Regions from separate parts of the Ovis aries genome. Here all the other regions are linked to region 1. A link is a contact called in public Hi-C data. All regions are on one chromosome and are shown on one strand. The core of a region is the stretch at or near the end of the contact, and the rest is flanking DNA. Distances in the headings are between cores, read along the strand shown. Region 1 holds the start of FAM91A1 (family with sequence similarity 91 member A1). Region 2 has its middle 51 kb from the start of FBXO32. Region 3 holds the start of ZHX1 (zinc fingers and homeoboxes 1).

Region 1 (2,975 bases), core at 417-2,916:
GGCCCTCATTCAAGCTTAACAAGAGAAGCTGATTCCTCCAGCTTTAGAGCTTTCTTCTTCCTGTTCAAGATTAATGTCACAAGGGCGGCCACTGCCACCCAAGGATTCGGAGTTCCTTAAATTTATCTTTCCACTTGTGTTTTTGATATCTTGAAGTGAAAGCATTTTCTCTGCCACATGATACACTGCCAGAACCTTAAATTATTCATTGCCTGGAACTAAGACCCCAAGCTGAGAGCTGCGGCAAAGTAACAATCTGTATACCATCACCACCACCATCTCAAACCCTCCAAATATGCCAGTGTTCAGGACCAATGGAAAATAGAATTTCACTCCCAACCAAGTAACGCGGTGGGAACTTGAAGGTCAACCACTGGCCAGAGAAAAACAGTGCTTTCTATACAGCACTCATCACTCCCTTCATAAGTTTCACCACCACTCCCCGTATCATGTATTTACTCATTTGTTTACTGTCTTTCTTTTCTAAAATGTAAGCTCCATGAAGACAGGGCTTTCCTTGTGTTGACTGCTGCAAATTACCCACACCTCAAACAAGGCATAGTACACAGCAGGTGTTCAACAGATATCCGCAAAACTGAGTAAAAATGACTCTCAAGCATTTGAGAACTACTTCTGAGGGAAAAAAAAGACCAAACCTCCTTGTCACTCTCTTGTTGCAACATCTCTAATAAACCCACCTGTCGGGAGGCTAAACAAAACAAAGCCCAACAAAACAAAGTAGGAAAACTCTGCAAAATCCGGCCCTGACAGCTCCCACCCCCAAACCCTAACCAAGCCCCACCTCCAGATTGTGAAAGCACGCTTTCGCTCATCTAAGCTTTTCAAAATGACTTTCTCTCTCGTTGGAAAATCTTTAATGCCCCTCTTTTCTAGCTATCTCTTATTTGTCTTTTAAAACCCATTTTAAATAGCTCTCTTACACATTCTCCTGATGCTCCATTGCCAGTTTCTGAGTCCCTCCTCTGTGCGCGCCCCTACACTATGATGCTGGTTCGTGTGAGCAGCTATCAGCCTGTAACGCAGTCATTTGTTTCTCGGCCCTTTGCCACCATCCCCAAGTTCTGAAGATCAGGAGCTGTGTTTCAAATTTGTTTCGAAGATGTCTAGCCTAGTGCCTGGTGAAACGAAGACCGAGTGCGAAGGCGCCAGGCGAATCCTGTGGTTTCCATCCCATTTCGCAACAGCCCCATCCTGCCCCTCTGGCCCCAGGGCCCCCCCCTCCCCAGCGGGTTTGGGATCGGTTAAATCCAGACCCTTAGCGGGGGCAAGGCCGGGAGTGAGCCCAGAGGCGCGCGAGCAGGTGGCAGCGGGGCTGGACCAGGTCCGCAGCTTCCGTACCTGCCTCACGTTGGCCGGCAGCTTGCTCCAGGGGTAGTTGTGCCGGATGTGGAACTCCACGTCTATGTTCATGATGCCAGGAGCCTGGCGGGGCGGCAGCGGCCGGGATCGCCGCTGGAACGACGCCTCCCGCCTGCCCGCCCTCGGCCCGTCCAGGGAGCCCGCGGGAGGCCCCGCGCCTCACACTGAGGACGGCCCGGGCTGCCCCATGGCCTGGGCTCCCGACAGCTCGGCGCGGCCCGGGCCACGGGGCACGGGAGCAGCGGAGAGGGGCTGCCGGACACCTCGGCGGCTCCAAGTTTCTTCCTAGTTTCGGGCTGGCCGGAAATGGCTTAGGGTGTGCGTCACTTCCGCTCGCCGGAGCAGGGCCGAGGGGCGGGGCCGGGGCTGGCCTGCTGCTCAGGTCCCTGCATGCGAGTGGACCAGGCAGGTGGAGCCGGTGGTACCCGGATAGTGACTCCCTGTCCGCGCGCCCCGTATCCCTCTGTCAGTCTCTGGATAAATCAATTGGGTTTGTAGTGCCAGTGCTGGATGACCCACTTTCCCCAAATGTGAGCCCGGATGGCCCTGGAGCAGGCGGCTACAGACATTTGGGTGGGATACCTAGAAGGAATGACTTGGGATGGGGGCCATAGTCGATTTTAAAAAGTGCAAGAGCGGTGAGGTTCCCGGGGGCCCCCCAACAGCCAGCCCTGAACCGAGGCCAGGGGGAAGGGGTCCAAGCTCATAAAGGAATGGGTAAGTCAGCTGTCGCCACAGTGGAGTGGTAGAGCAAAGGGCTAGTGATCCTTCATCTCCACCTGGTAGTTGCATCTTGTGCAAGAGAAACAACTGGGCTCTCCTTCAAAGGTCCAAATGCTCGTTTTGCTTTGTGGACTGCCCTGCAGCTTGCAGGATCTTAGTTCCCCAACCAGGGATTGAACCTGGGTCCTCAGCAGTGAATGGCAGAGTCCTAACCACTGGACCACCAAGCAGTTCCCACAAAGGTCCAGATCAGGACTTCAGGGAACTGAATGTTAGACAGCTGGTGCTGATGTGGGAGAGGCCCGGAGGGAATCTAAGATAAACATTCTTGCATACAGCTGCTCTGCTCCTTACAAATGTCTCCAGAGTCACTTTTAAAAGGCAAAAATTCAGCCTATCTTAATTTCAGTTCTATTAGGAAGATCTTTGCGAACACTTTCATCCAGAATTTGTTACAGTGGCTTAGCAAATTCATGACCTTTGCTACTGGCAAGTAGCCACAGACCAGTTCAGTATTTTTGTGACTACATTTCAGTTTTAAACAATGGTTTTAAAAAATATTCTATTACACACATGCCAGATATACAACTTGGAAAGTTTTATGATGCCTAGGGCACAGCTCAGCAGCTGGCCAGTCCAACACATAGCAGGGACCTCATTATGTCTGATGAGTTGAAACAAATGGGCTTCCCAGGTGGCATAGTGGTAAACAATCAGCCTGCCAATGCAGGAGATGCAGGAGACACAGGTTCCATCCTTGAGTCAGGAAGATCCCCTGGAGGAGGAAGTAGCAACCCACCCCAGTATTCTTGCCTGGGGAATACTATGGACAGAGAAGACTGGCGGGCTGCAGCCCATAGGGTCACAAAGAG
Region 2 (3,018 bases), core at 396-2,895, 260 kb after region 1:
CCGAGCTGGGGAGTGTGTTGGGGAGGGAGAGATTCCCAAAGGGCCTGCAAAGGACCGGCCCTCACACACCATGGAAGACCCAGCCTTGAGCACCCGCCCCCCTGAGAGAGAACGGACTACCAAGCAGCTGGAGAGATAGTAAGAGCCTGTGTAGAGAGGACGGAAACCTCACCCTGGACTGCCAAGTAAGGCAAATGTCACCCTGATGTCACCCTCCTACCGCCCACACCTAAGCTCTGGGAGGAGAGACAGCCACAAGGAAACCAGCAGAGACTGCAGTCACAGGTACACCGGCCGGGAGGGGAGGAGAGCTACGGCGGGAATCGGAGAGAGACGTTATAGAATAAACCAGGGTGAAGCCCAGTTCTGGAGTGAAACTGCTAATAACCAGCAGGAAATGAAAAACTGGATAATTTGGCCTGAAGGTCATCAAGGAAGCTGTTCCCATGGAGCTTTGGAAAGACCCAGATAACAATGGTTGGGAGCCAATTCTGAAACAATATGTATTTTCATTCTGATGCCCTAAACTGACACTTCCCACTAAGCTCCTTCCAACTTATTTAACATTATTACTGTGTGTCTGGTACTAGATCTGTGATAAACTGGGAGATTGGGATTGACATATACACACTTACTATGTATTAAGTGGACAACTAATGAGAACCTCACCCAGGGGGAAAAAATAAAGACAGCTAGAGTTATCATATTTGAGGAGCCTACATATTTATGGTGGAGAGCCAGGCATATAAACCGAAAATTTTAATACTCTACAACCAGGTTTATATGAGGTTCGGCAGAGACACAAGAATATTTATACCAAATAGACTTTTCTATGTTTCAGTTTCCTCATCTATAAAACAGGAATAATAACAGCATCTACTTATAGGACAGCTGGTTGGATAAAGAGAGCTGTTTTATGTAGAAAAGTACCTGGCACAGAGTAAGCTGAACACTTTTCCTAGTATTCAATATTTCTAGCTGTGGTTATTTTTGCTACTTGTATATTGAATTAGCAAGGCACTGTTCTAAGCATGTGAAATGGTTGATTATCTCAACAATTCTATGGAATAGGCACTACTTATTAGCCCCCGTTTATAGACAGAACTGAAGTACTGGAGGATGAGCAGCTTGGCCAGAGACACACATTGAAACTGGCATTCAGACCTGGGCTGTCTAAATCCAGAGCGCACGCTCACTTCGCTGGGCACTTCCGGGAACGCAGAGGCGAAAGCCCTTTTTTCCAAAACAGCAACCGATAAAATATAAGTCCTAAAATAACTTGCAACAAAAAAAGAAGTCTGGCTCTGGACTTTTTGAAAACACTCGCACACATTTTTCAATCCAATTTTAAATTTGAAAAGGCAGAAATCATGGTGGAGTCCTGGATGTGAAGACATGAATTCACTGAGTGATGTGGCTGGGGTCCCTCCTGGTGCCCCTGCCATCAATCCCACCTCTGGCTCTGCTTGGGGAAGCGGTGTCCTGCCCCTCAGCCTGCTTCTACTTGAGTGCCATTCCCTCCAAAGGGGAATTCAGGTCCTCGAAGTGTAGCCTGGACGAGCTATGTTGCTCTCAGTGTTTATGTAACCATCCCAGCTCCAAGAGGAGAGATGCCAGTACTGGGAAATGACGGGCTTGCAGGCCTGTCGCTGGGGAGAGAAAACATGGATAAGAGCTCCATCTGCCTGTGGAGTCCAAACTTGTCTGAAAGCCCAAGAAAGCACCATGAAAAGAAATCAACAGGCCAAACCCCCTAGCACCCCCATTCAAAACATCCTTTTTTTATTAAATAGACGGAATTTGGCTGCCCCCAAACTGAGCATGACTGTGAAGTTGTAAATGACATCATCTCATCTGGATAGCATTTTGTTAAAATGGAGAGGCTCCTATAAAGTTCCCAGCCACAAAACCCACTCCTCCAACATGTTCTTTAATCAAGAACAGTAAAAAAGAAGAGTTCAACTTAAGAAGTAATTTTTTTAAAGAAATTCATTAACCCATGCTATGCATCAGGATTCCAGATATCAAAATCTTGCTTCTCTTTTACACTCTAAATTATGAGCTCATGTCTGCTGTTCCCATGGTGGGGGTTGGTAGTCCCAGCTTTTAATTCTAGGGCCTTTCATCAATCCTAAAATTAACATTCTTTCCATTTTTTATATCTTTGAATTCAGGCTGCATCTTAACAATCCATGGCATCTTAGATATAATAAAACACAGACATGATTGAAGCACATGTAGCCCATCAATTCTACTTTTAAATTCCTCCCTGGTCAGCCCCTCCTCTCCTCCTCTATTGCCTTCCCCCAACTAGGGCCCTCAGCATCGCTTGCCTGGAAGTTTACAAGAGGTGCTTAGCCTGTCTCCCCATCTCCAGACTGAACCCCCCCCAACATACCCACTTTGCTGCCCGAGAGGTCTTTCTAGAACGCATTATCTAATCCCACCACTTCCCTGTTTATTCGTTGAATCTGGATAACAGGTCAATGAAGATTCTTTTTGCTGTTTTTTCTAATTTTGGGAAGGTGTCTTAGTCTCAGGCTGCCACAACAAAATAAAACAGACTGGGGCCTTTAACAACAAAAATTTATTTTTTGACAGTTCCAGAGGCTGGAGGGTCCCAGATCAAGGTCGAACAGGGTCCAGTTTCTGATAAGAGCTCTCTTAGACCTGCAAACATCCATTTTTTTTGCTGTGGCCTCACATGATGGACAGCTGACCTCATTTAATCTTAATTTCCTTCTAAAGACCCTATCTCCGAATACAGTCACTTTGGGAGTTACAGCTTCAACATGTGAATTTTAGGAGGGAACACAATTCAGTCCATAGGAGCATATTTTAAAACATACATAATAAAATGTATAATTACATCAATGCTGCTGCTGCTGCTGCTAAGTCGCTTCAGTTGTGTCCGACTCTGGATGCCCCAAACTATTACAATAGCTACCTCAGGATGGGTGGTGGGGGAAAGGGGGACTGATTTGGATGGACCCAGAAGAAAGTAGTGAAAGAGGACTT
Region 3 (3,012 bases), core at 97-2,596, 420 kb after region 1:
CGGGGGCACAGTACTGCCCCCTAGGGGGCATATTGAAATTTTGTGGGGGCATGTTTTGTATTGCAGTTCTCATACTGGTGCCAGGTTTTCCCACAGTGAAAAATATTTTCTGATTTTTATTGAAACTAGTATAACATTTAAAAATACATTACTTTTGCTTATTTCACCTTTATATTATTAGACAATTACAGTGGTTTCTTGTACGTAGTATACATGTCAATAAATTGAATTCCAGGAGAGTAATGTTAAATTTTTGTTTTGTTGCATACATGGTGTGGACTATGGCAGAATTGAATGCCTACTTTTACAAGATTAATCTTTGCTTGCTTCTGCTTCCACAAGTTCTGGGGTTCTAAGACGAACCGTATAAGTAAAAAGAAGCTGGTGTACATTGATTTCAACCATCAAGCTTTCGCTTTAAGCAACTGCATGTTTTGGGATTAATGTGGCTCAGCGGAGCGCTGCTGTCAAAGCACAGAGGGTCCAGGACTTGGGTGGCGGCGGGGAATGAACACTAAGCTACCAGAGAATTCTCACACGTCCTGGTCCGTGAATCTGAGCCGACTAGCTTGAGGGTGAGCCGTTTCTCTTTGCTTTGGTCTGTACTTTTCTCCATTTTAAAAACGATGTGGGGGGCGGAGGGAAGGAAGGAGGTGGGGAGGGGCCATTTTCCCCAAAGCCTGGGTCCCTCGCTGCGGGGCTGGTTCCCATTGAAGCTGTCGGGATTTGACGACCACAGCTTGAAAAGAAAGCCCTTCAGAAGAGTGACTCGTGAGAAGGCAAAGGAGGGCTTTCGAGAGCAGAGGGTGGCTTGGTCTTGAACGGCAGTTCCAAGTGAGGTTGAACCGAACTTTCGGTGTCCGACGGCGGAGGGGCGGCTTTTGGCCGAATTGGAGGCAAGTGGAGGCGGGGCGGCAATTGACAGGAGGTGGGGCTTCGGGCTAGAACCAAGAAAGGTCTCAGGAAGGCGGGGCTTCTATTGACAGTGGGTGGGGCTCCCGCTGAAAGGGGCGGGGCTTGGGGTAATATTGCCACCAAATGGAGCTCTTGATGACAAGGGGCGTTTCTCGCGATCCAGCGGTGACACTAGGAAGGCGGAGCGCCCAGGGGGCGGGGCCACAACTGGCAGAAGGCGAGGTGCCTTCTGGATTGACCTGAATGAAGACCAGGCTTCTGCCAATAGCAGGCGGAGCTATCACCGGCAAGGGGGCGGGGCCGCTTCAAGACCTGGGGAAGGCGGGGCTTCTGTTGACAGAGGGTGGAGCTTCCGTAGACGGGGGCGGGGCTTCTGTTGACAGAGGGGCGGGGCGGCTCCCTACCTCCAGCCGTGCGCCAATCCTGGGGGCAGAGACCCGGGTAGAACCCCAGGGGAGCAGCAGGGTCCCAGGGTAGGGACCCAGGCGCGGAGCGGGGTGGGGGCGCGCGGAGGGTGCGCGCGCGGGAGGGCCCCGCCTCGGCCGGCTCTTCCCCTCCCCCTCCCGCCCCCGGTCGGCTGCTGGGGCGCGCGCCTCGCCTCGCACCCCCACCCCCGACTCTCTGCGCTCCGCCGGGTCCGCCGCGCTGCCGAAGCCGTGAGCCGGCCCACCGAGCGGTTCCGGGTATAGGGTTCACAGGTCAGAGTTGACTCCCTGAAAAGTGCAGCCGGTTTGAAATGCAAGATGGCGGCGGCGGGGCTCTGAGAGGCGCGGCGGCTCCTGCAGGTAGCGGCCCGAGCGGGCTCCGCGACGAGCGGCCCAGGGAGTCCGGGGCTACGGGTGGGAACCAGCAGCGAAGAGCTCGCGGCCGGCGAGGCGGGCCGGGAAGGCGAGCGGCACGCGGGCAGGACGGAGGAGGGCGGCCCCGGGGCAGAGCCCCCGGGGGGCTGAGCGCGCTCAGCGCGGCGGATGGCAGGACGGACCAGCGCGGGGCGTCCGAGGGGCAAGGACCGGGCCTGCCTGGGCCGGGATCGCCGTCGGGGGACAGACCCCGAGCTTCCTTTGCGTTCTCGGGGTCTTTGCGGCCGTGGAAGGAGCTGGGGGTGGGCTCTGTAAGGAAAAATCTCAGCCCGCCTGCCTACGAGAGGACTGAGCAACTTGGGATTGAGTGAGAACGGGGTCTCCTTAGAAGAGGGGCAGGCGCCGCAGGAATGGACCACGCCAGCAGTGTTGAGGATCCTAGGGGAGGGAGATCGGGAGTCCTGACCTGCTGGGGCATGTGGCCTCGTAGGGACTCATTCTCCCTGAGAGAAGAGATTCTCTTGCTGGAGCTGAGCGCACTGGCATTGGGGTTGGAGCAAAAAAAAACCCTTCGGGGAGAGACTGTACCCCACTTCAGGGAAGGCTGGGCATCCATTTCAGGGCAAGACTCAGAGTTGAGTCCTTAGCTATATTATGTTTTGAAGAAGCCCTGGGACTTAAGGAGAAGTTGATGAAAGAGAATGGAAATGTTATCCGTCCCTTTCAGGAGGGAGACTGGGAAGCTGACCAGGGACTGCTGCGAGCCTTAGGGCCTGAAGGGAACAAGCTCCTGACCTTTGCGGCGAATGAGAGGCTAGGAAAGAGCTCCGAGAGGAAGGGGGTCAAATGGCAGGAAAGAAGAGCCCTGGTGGATGCCCTTTCCCTGTGTATTTACACCAAAGTTCTAGAGAAAGGGACTTAAAATTCTTTGTTCCAATACATCCCTCCCCATCTCTCTGTGGGTAACAGGGAAAAGCAGAACCCCGAGAAGAAAAAGGTTCCATTGCATATCCTTAGTTTAGATTAGGGAAGGATCAAACTCTCTGGCAGGGCTTCAGTGAGAGATTCGGGATAGGAGGATTAAGAAGCGGGAAAGGGGATGGATAGAGGAGGGATGTGGGGAAGAGATTGGGCAGAGCGGGAATGCCACTGCGCTTTTCTGTCGTCTCACTCCAGCTGTAAAGAAAAACATGAGAAGGGGCTCATCTTTGCTGGGAGAAAACATGTCTGGAACACTACTGATAGAGAATTTGTATGTAACATGTTTAAGTTGGGATTCCATGTAACGTGAAAGGAA

Evidence for each region. Hi-C and Micro-C count contacts between places; a contact is called where the count stands out from the background.
Region 2: a contact with region 1 is called in a Hi-C map of muscle, with 5 times the contacts expected there. The contact joins the enhancer-like site here to the promoter of FAM91A1 in region 1. A contact is called at or near these places in 6 of 16 Hi-C or Micro-C datasets (hypothalamus, liver, muscle and 2 more).
Region 3: a contact with region 1 is called in a Hi-C map of liver, with 2.8 times the contacts expected there. The contact joins the promoter of ZHX1 here to the promoter of FAM91A1 in region 1. A contact is called at or near these places in 2 of 16 Hi-C or Micro-C datasets (liver and skin fibroblasts).

Annotation. Positions count from the first base shown.
Region 1 is chr9:29,141,676-29,144,650 of ARS-UI_Ramb_v3.0, forward strand. FAM91A1 (family with sequence similarity 91 member A1) reads right to left here and starts at 1,667. Exons shown (of 23, transcript XM_060393671.1): 1 at 1,360-1,667. The coding sequence starts at 1,431.
Region 2 is chr9:29,404,981-29,407,998 of ARS-UI_Ramb_v3.0, forward strand. No RefSeq gene overlaps it. Among named protein-coding and RNA genes, the nearest start is that of FBXO32, 51 kb to the left of the region's middle. Within about 2 kb of position 1,646, at least 21 of the 54 cell types and tissues checked have an H3K27ac peak or open chromatin away from gene starts, as enhancers often do. A contact at or near this core is called in liver, muscle and tail adipose tissue, where this site is marked.
Region 3 is chr9:29,563,689-29,566,700 of ARS-UI_Ramb_v3.0, forward strand. ZHX1 (zinc fingers and homeoboxes 1) reads left to right here and starts at 1,347. Exons shown (of 4, transcript XM_042254165.2): 1 at 1,347-1,613.